Linked DNA regions of Capsicum annuum: region 2 is linked to region 1. A link is a contact called in public Hi-C data. All regions are on one chromosome and are shown on one strand. The core of a region is the stretch at or near the end of the contact, and the rest is flanking DNA. Distances in the headings are between cores, read along the strand shown. Region 1 holds the start of LOC107870953 (U-box domain-containing protein 35). Region 2 holds the start of LOC107870957 (proteasome subunit beta type-6).

The links. A called contact is a pair of places that touch in the nucleus more often than the background predicts.
Region 2: a contact with region 1 is called in a Hi-C map of leaf, with 2.5 times the contacts expected there. The contact joins the promoter of LOC107870957 here to the promoter of LOC107870953 in region 1. A contact is called at or near these places in 2 of 5 Hi-C or Micro-C datasets (leaf and placenta).

Annotation. Positions count from the first base shown.
Region 1 is chr5:167,226,972-167,231,110 of UCD10Xv1.1, reverse strand. It overlaps LOC107870953 (U-box domain-containing protein 35), which reads right to left and starts at 2,210. Exons shown (of 10, transcript XM_016717667.2): 1 at 1,780-2,210; 2 at 486-583; 3 at 255-379; 4 at 1-161. The coding sequence starts at 1,954.
Region 2 is chr5:167,679,817-167,683,955 of UCD10Xv1.1, reverse strand. LOC107870957 (proteasome subunit beta type-6) reads right to left here and starts at 1,821. Exons shown (of 8, transcript XM_016717674.2): 1 at 1,493-1,821; 2 at 1,316-1,392. The coding sequence starts at 1,604.

The DNA.
Region 1 (4,139 bases), core at 961-3,460:
GAGAGGCGGTGGTCTGATTCTGCAATGTGACAGGTGGGGAACTGGGAACCGGAGAAGTTGCATTCTTTATCGATTGAACTTTGCCTTTGGCAATCACATAAACAGTGCAAAAGCCGGGTATAACTTTGAAGACGGAGCTTGGAACATCTATCGTCTTGAATCTTCAAAGTCCCAAGTGTTGTAAGTATCTAGATATGGAATAGTAGTGCAATGTTGGTGAATTCTACTACTTTATCGGAAACAATAGAAAGTACCTGCTAACAAAACCGTTCCTTGATGTAGCGCCCATCACCAGATTCTCTATGACATTGGCTGTAACATAGTCACTTATGGAGTTTGCTATGTCTATGCCTTCGAGGACAACTTCATTAACTTGAATCTATGACAAGAGAGAAAGGCTGATTCAGAAATGAAAGAACATCTTTAAGAACATGAGGAAGAATAAACGATAAACATTGAACGTGTAAGTAGCAGCGTGCACGTACATTCTTACGGTTGCAGAAGCATCGGAAAGGTAAGAACAATTCCTTTGCTTGAGTGTCAGGATCACTTTTATATACTCTGGGAGTTCCATCACTCACATCTGAGAAAAAAACGTCGTTCTAAGTGAATGTGATAGTTTAATCACCAATATATATCGAGGCAAAGGTGTATGTCCTCCGTGTACTCTTGATTTTTGATAACGTGATGGTTTAAGCACCAATATATATTGAGGAAAAGGTATATGTCCTCCTCCGTGTACTCCTGATTTTTGATATATATACATTATACTAGGTTGGACAAAGCGTAACCCTCACCAAGAAGGTTGAATTTTTGATTTAAAAAAAGTAAGTAAGAAATGCGTGAATGTATTCATTTTATTTTTTTTTCTCTTTTCTTTGGAGGTAGTGGATAGAATTGGGTTCACGTGAACCACGTTTAAAGCTGGAGGTGGATTTAGAATAATAGGTTCAATTGAACTCACTATTTTTGACATTAAATTTTGAATTCATAATACAAGAAGGATAATAAATTTAGTGCTAAGAACCTTAAAAATTGAAGCCATAAACTCAAAATCTTGTTTCTGCCTTTGTTTAAAGCAAAGACATCAACTGAAAATAGATTCATGGAGTCTTCCTTGGTTTTACAGAATTTGGTGTAAACACCAGATGGATATATATTTTTATCTTTTTTTTTTTAAAAAAAAGAAGAGCTTTTACTCTGAAGTTGACGTTCTAATATTTGGAAAGAAGTTAAATTTGGATTAGATTTCACGCTCGTGTTATCGTTGCGTAGAGAACGAGGATAAGATAAACATTTCAGTCAAAAAAAAGAAAGAAAGAAAAAGGGTATAATTTACCATTAGAGAGAATTAATGAAAGATGTTTAAAATGGACAAGAAAAGATCGAAATAATCTAACAAATGAATACGAAATTGGAGCTGTAATTATATCGTCGTTCACTATTTGACTCGAGAATGATGTGAATATGATTAAACTCAACACGGAGAATAAAAATACAAAAAATAGCAATATGATTAAAATTGCTTAGCAGAGAAGAAAAAATGCATGCTCTGCTCTCGAATTTTTAACAAAAAATAACAAAAATTAGGCAAACTAGCCAAATATTCTATGCAAAATTATTCTGGACATCAATGTACGTACATCCATAAGAATAATATAATTAATCCTCTCCTTTACCAAAAAATTAAGGAGCAAAAAATTTGAAAAAAAACGTCAATATCTCCCATCGACTTCCGCCAATTGTTTCAAAAGTATTACGAGGAAGAAAAAAAATTACCTGCATTAGGAAGGGAATTGGAAGGTCTAATTTTAACATGAAGAAGAGTAACATTTTTGCCTCTGCCAATAAGATTATCAATTGCCCATTTTAATGCATATTGGCTTCCTTTATCTTTGTCTATTGCAACTACTGTTGCCTTGTCTTTTTCTCCACTAAAGCTCTTTTGGCTCATTGTAATATAATATATATCTCTTCAACAAATTAATTCCAGAAAGAAAAAATCCAAAAATATTATCACCCCAAAAGAATTTCAATTTAAGATCAATTCTTAAATTGTTTCTTTCAAGATGTTTTAGGTCCCACCCTCCTTTATGATGTTACCCTATGCGAGAATCAATATGTTTTAAAATTTGTTGTTGAAATCTCTCATTTATCTAATTCTTTTGGAGGCTCTAGGAGTTTTGCCCATTTATCAAGCTCGTCCAGGAATTTATTTTCATTTATTTGGTATTTATTTCCTCTTAGGGTTCTGAGTTTTTGGGGTTATCCTAAAACATTTGACTTCTTTGACCAGAAAAAAAAAAATTGACTTGAGAAGACGTGGGATGAAAACAGTTTTTCCTAGTGAAATGGGATTTTATTCTCTTTTACTTCTTAAAAACTTTTTTTTTAATGAAAAATAGAGGGATTTTTTTTTTTGTTCTGAAAAACAAAATAGAGAAGAACAAAAATAGAGAAGAACAGAAAGTAATTCTTATTTCTCGAGAGATTCTACTAGGATCTTTTATAATAAAGGAAACCCAGATTCTATTGACGTCTTTTATAATAAAGAAAACCCCCTTCTATTTATAGGAAACATTACTCCTAGTTCTCTCTAAAAAATAGATATTTCATAGATACCAAATAGACCTTGATAAATTTTATCTATATTCTTGATAGACGACATTCACTATAATGTAAATACATTTATAACACTCCCCTTAATATCTAACTGATAGATAATGTGACTCGTTAAAACCTTACTAGATAAAATTCAGTGAAAAAAAAATATAGTGAAGGAAACAGAGTACACATCTCTCATAATAAATATTTTGGCTACTTCATTAAAAATCTTACAAAGAAAACCTAGTAAACCTTTTCGGCTGCCTCATTAAAAACCTTACAAAGAAAATCTGGTGGGATAAAACCTCGTAAGGAAAAAAGAGTACAACGCGTATCAACTCCTCCTAATGAGAACATCCTTGAACCTTTACATCCCAATCTTGTGGATCATTTTCTTGAAAGTTGCAGTTGGAAGAGACTTAATGAATAAATCAGCAACATTATCACTTAAACGAATTTGTTGCACATCAATATCTCCCTTATTTTGTAGCTCATGTGTATAGAAAATTTTTGGCAAAATATGCTTCATTCTATATTCTTTTATGAATTCTACTTTAAGTTGTGCTATGCATGGTGTATTATCTTCATATAAAATTGTGGGTACATTGTCATATTTCAAATCATATTTTTCTAGAATGCGATACATCATGGACCTTAACCATACACATTTTCGGCTTGCTTCATGAATAACTATTATCTCAGCATGGTTCAAGTGGCTAGATAAACTGCTTTGTATATCTCCAAGATATACAATATCCTTACATGTGAACACATTGCATGTTTGAGACCAAAATTTATGCGGGTTAAATAAATACCCAACAGCAGCATAATTAATAAGATCGGGACTGCAATCTTTAAAATAAAATAAGATTATGTGTTTGACCCCATTTCAACATCTCCTGGCAGAAGCAGAATTATATCTTGCTAACAAATTTACAGAAAAGGCTATATCAGACCTTGTAGTATTTGCAAGATACATTAGTGCATCAATTGTACTAAGATATGGTACTTCATAACCAATCCAATTCGGTATATTTCTCATTTCAACAAATAATCTATTGCTTTTGAAAACTCTCCAAGAGTTTCAATAATTTTCAAGTTATAAGCTTATACAATATAAAAACTATAAATAAGTTTCCCAGAAACTTTTATGTGCTTCAAACATTTTGAATCTTTAAAAAAAAGTTTTCATATAAATTCTGTCAAGTGACATTATTCAACATTTCATGAGTGACATTTTCAACTATCTGGACTGCATTCAAATAAGTTTTATGTTTATCAAGATGCATCCTTTCACGTTACTTGATAAATGTTTCAACATTAACATGCTTAAATAAACGTAGAATTCAGATTCTCGTAATCTTTCACGATATCGCCCCAATATTGTATCAAAGATATTGATGATATATCATTTTGTATCAGTTCACAGTGTGACATAACATTTTGAGATCTCATCACTTCATTATTTTCAGCTACCTAAATCTCTCATAAGGTTCCATGAAGTGTATGTCGTAGGCTCTTCACGAGCACATTGT
Region 2 (4,139 bases), core at 572-3,071, 450 kb before region 1:
GTGCCTTGTGAACATGACACATGTGTGCTGTGTGAGCAGGGTCAACCTGAGAATGATTCTCACTTGTTTGTCCAATGTGATCTCATATGTGTAGTATGGAGAAGAATTGCAGGATGCCTAGAGACTGTTTAGAGTCTCGGGGAGGTGCAGCAGACCATAAAATGAATTAAGCATAAGCAATGGACAAGGTTCAAAAAGGAAATTGTAGCGTCTAGTTATGGTGCAGTAATACACAAAGTTTGGCAAGCCAGGAATGGTAAAATTTTCAGAGTACACAATGCTAATATTGGTTTCATGGTTCAACAAGTACAAGTTGTTGTTAGAGAAAGAGTTGGTATGTACAGAGGGACAAAAACTGCTAGGGAATGTGTTAGTTACATTGATAAAATTTGAATGTAGTTCTCTGGAGGTTTGGGCTAGCTAGACACTATTTCCTAGAAACCAAGGGCTAATTGTTGTGTATTCGAAATTTTTTTTTGTTATTAATATTTACATTTTATTGCAAGAAAAAAAATGATATGACCATGTAGTATTCATCTATCATCCTACACTAGGTAAAGAATGCAATCTAACTGTTCTTTAATGAGGTTTCCCCCACGTTAACGCCAAATTTAGCCCTTTACCACAAAACCCAACTTTTTTTAACTTCATAAATTCATCATGATGATCATTAAACCAAATAATAAGAGACCAAAATCGTAATGCCACATCAGTCAGGGGTGGGGTTTCTGCTTTTAGAGAAATGAAATTTTTTGAAAAATATACATCTTTTAAAAATATTTACGTCACGTAAAACAATATACAATATTATATGACATTATACCTGGGGAAAGAATCATTATTATCAACCTTGTATAAAGTGTACAATAGTGTATATTAGGTGTTTATACACAAATATGAGTCAAGCCATGTGTTTATACCGAAAGTACACGAATCCTGATGTTGACTCTATTATGATATCTCCCTCTGTTGCAATAGATATTGAGAATGGAGGTGACTTTACTACACTTGTGGTTGATGAGCCTAGTGATGGGAGACTATCTAGCTTGGTTAGGAGTGATGTTCGCCTTTTGTAAGAAATAGACCCATGATAAGGAAAATGGCTTGACCCAGGGCTATTGGCTTTCCGTCAAGTGTCAGTTCAGCCATAGACATTCAATTCAATTTCGTGTTACGTGGCATAGATAATTTCAAAAAATAGACATAGCAAGTAATTTTCTTTAGAGAAATTCTAAATATAAAATGCTTGCATTCTAAGTTCCAACATAGATGAATATAAATGGATAAGGGAATGTAGGAAGCATCATAATCATACTGATCCAGAGCGGCAAACGTAGACATTATCAGTCAGCTGAGTAATCTTATCAGACGCCCTATTCGCCACATACATTCCTGAAAAAAACAAATTAACAAACAAAATTAATAAAAACTTCAAACAATCAACCGATTATCCCTACAAAACGTATAAAGGAATTTTTGATATTTCAGTTACCGGTGCTGGTGCGAGAATCGGCACCGAGTACAACGCCACCGTTGTACGTAACGCCGATAATAGTGGTGCCCATTGAGTGGGGCTGGTCAACGTCAACTGAAGTATTTTCCATATTAGGCTAATCACGCAAAATCAATCAAAGTGGTAAAGCCCTAAACAAGTGAATTGGAGAAACGAGGAAAATAATTAAATTGGGCTTTATAGTTTTCGTGAAGAGGAAGAAACAATGTAGCTCACAATTAGTACAAGTACTAGAAAAATAGATCACTGGATCCGTTACCCGAAAAAGTCGGATAAACTTTAAAAAAATACTAATTTTCCTTTTCTTATACATATATCACAATTATCTATTTTTTCTTTATATTTCAAATATTTCTAAACAACTCCAAATTTATTTATCTTTCAACTTTTATTTATTTTTCTTTTCTAGACAACTCAATACTTATTTATCTTTCAATTTTATTTTTTATTTTACTTTAATTTTTATTTTTTATTTTCTTTTTATTTTTAATTCTTATCAGCCCTTATTTTTTTTCTTTTCTCCTCTCAACTTCTATTTTTCTATTTTTCTTAAATTTTACATTGATTTTTATTTTTTCTTTTCCTCTCTTTTGTCTTTTTTGTTTTTTTTAATTTTTCTCAATCTTTACTTTTTTTTTATTTTCCCCTCTCAAAGAACAAATTACGTTCCATGAGTAAGAGTTAATATTATCACATTGTGTTTTGATTTATGAAATGTTCTATGAATCTTTAGCTTAGAGGCAAGACATAACTCAAGGATTTTGAAACAACAAGTTATGCTTTACGAGCAAGATTCGACATTATCATGTTATGTCATAATTTATGAGATGTTCTACAACTTTTGCCTTAGACGCATGACTTAGCCCAAGAATTTTCAAATAACAAGTTACGTACTTGAGCAAGAGTCAACACTACCATAATTTTTTCTTAGAGGCAAGACTTAGTCCAAGGATCGTCAAACAACAAGTTATGTCTCATGGGTAAGTTGGCACTACCACATTGTGAATTGATTTATGAAATATTATATAACTTTTCCCTTAGAGGCAAGACTTAGATCAAGCGATTTCAAGCAACAAGGTATGCCCCATGGACAAGAGTTGACACTACCACATTATTTTACTTTATGATATTTTCTATAACTCTTGCCCTATAGGCGAAACTTAACCCAAAGAATTTCAAACAACAAGTTATGCCCCATGAGTAAGAGTTGACACCACCACATTATGTTTGATTTATGAGATGCTCTACAACTCTTGCCTCTCCAAAGACTTTTAAACAAGTTATGTCCCATAGGCAAGATTTGACTCTACTACATTGTGTCTTTATTTATAAGATATTTTATAGAAGCACAATACATAAATAGGCCCTTTAACTTGACCTTAGATCACATTTATGTTCTCCAACTTTGGGTATGCTCAAGTAGACACAAACTTGTATAAAGTTGAATAAATAGACACATATGTCCTATATGGCATCTTACGTGGCCAATTCTTGGCCTATATGACGTCCTATGTGTATTACGCCACGTAGGATATATATGTCTACTTGTTCAATTTTATACAAGTTTAAATGTCGACTTATGCATACCCAAAGTTGAAGGTCATAGATGTGATTGGAGCTCAAGTTAAAGGGCATGTTTATGTATCATACCTTTTATAAATCATGGATTTTCAACCAACAAGTTTTGCCTCATGGGTAAGAGTTTACACTATCACATTATGTCTTGATTTATGAGATGTTCTATAACTCTTGCCTTAGAGACACGACTTACCTTTACGCCCTATGGGCAAGAGTTGACACTACCACACCATGTCTTGATTTATGAGATGTTCTATAACTATTATCTTAAAGCACGACTTAGTCCAAGGAATTTCAAACAACAAGTTACACCCCATGGGCAAGATTTGACACTACTACATTGTGTATTGATTTATGATAAGTTTTATAATTCTTGCCTTAGAGGCAAGACTTAGCCCACAAGTTATGCCCATGGACAAGAGTTGACACTACTACATATTTATGTGATGCTATGTTAGTCTTGCCTCTAAGACAAGGCTTAGCCCAAGAGTCTCCCAAAAAATAAGTTGCGCCCAATGGGCAAGTGCTGACCACATTGTGTCTTGATTTATAAGATGTTCTATAACTCCTACCTTAGAGGCAAAAATTAGCTCAATGATTTTCAAACAAGTTATGCCGCGCCATCCAGGCTTGACACTACCACATTGTGTGTTGATTTATGAGATATTCTATAACTTTTTTTATCTTAGAGGCAAGACTTATTTCAAAGGATTTTTAAACAACAAGTAATAGCCTTAAATTTACTTTAATGTCAAAGAAAGAAGATCTCTTTGCAGATTATCCAACTTTCTATTTATTAGTAAAATATAATAGAAGTTAAGAAAAAAAGAAAAAAAGGTAACAAACAAAACAGAGGAAAAAAAAAGATTGAGGAAAAAAGACAAAAAAGAGAAGAAAAACAATAAAGGTTAAGAAAACAGAGAAGAATAAAATATATTTTTAAAAAAAAGAAAAAATTAATATTGAAAAAAAAAATATGAGAAGGAAAAAATAAAAATAAAGTTTGAGAAAAATAAAAAAAGAAGAAATGATAAAAATAAAAAAGAAA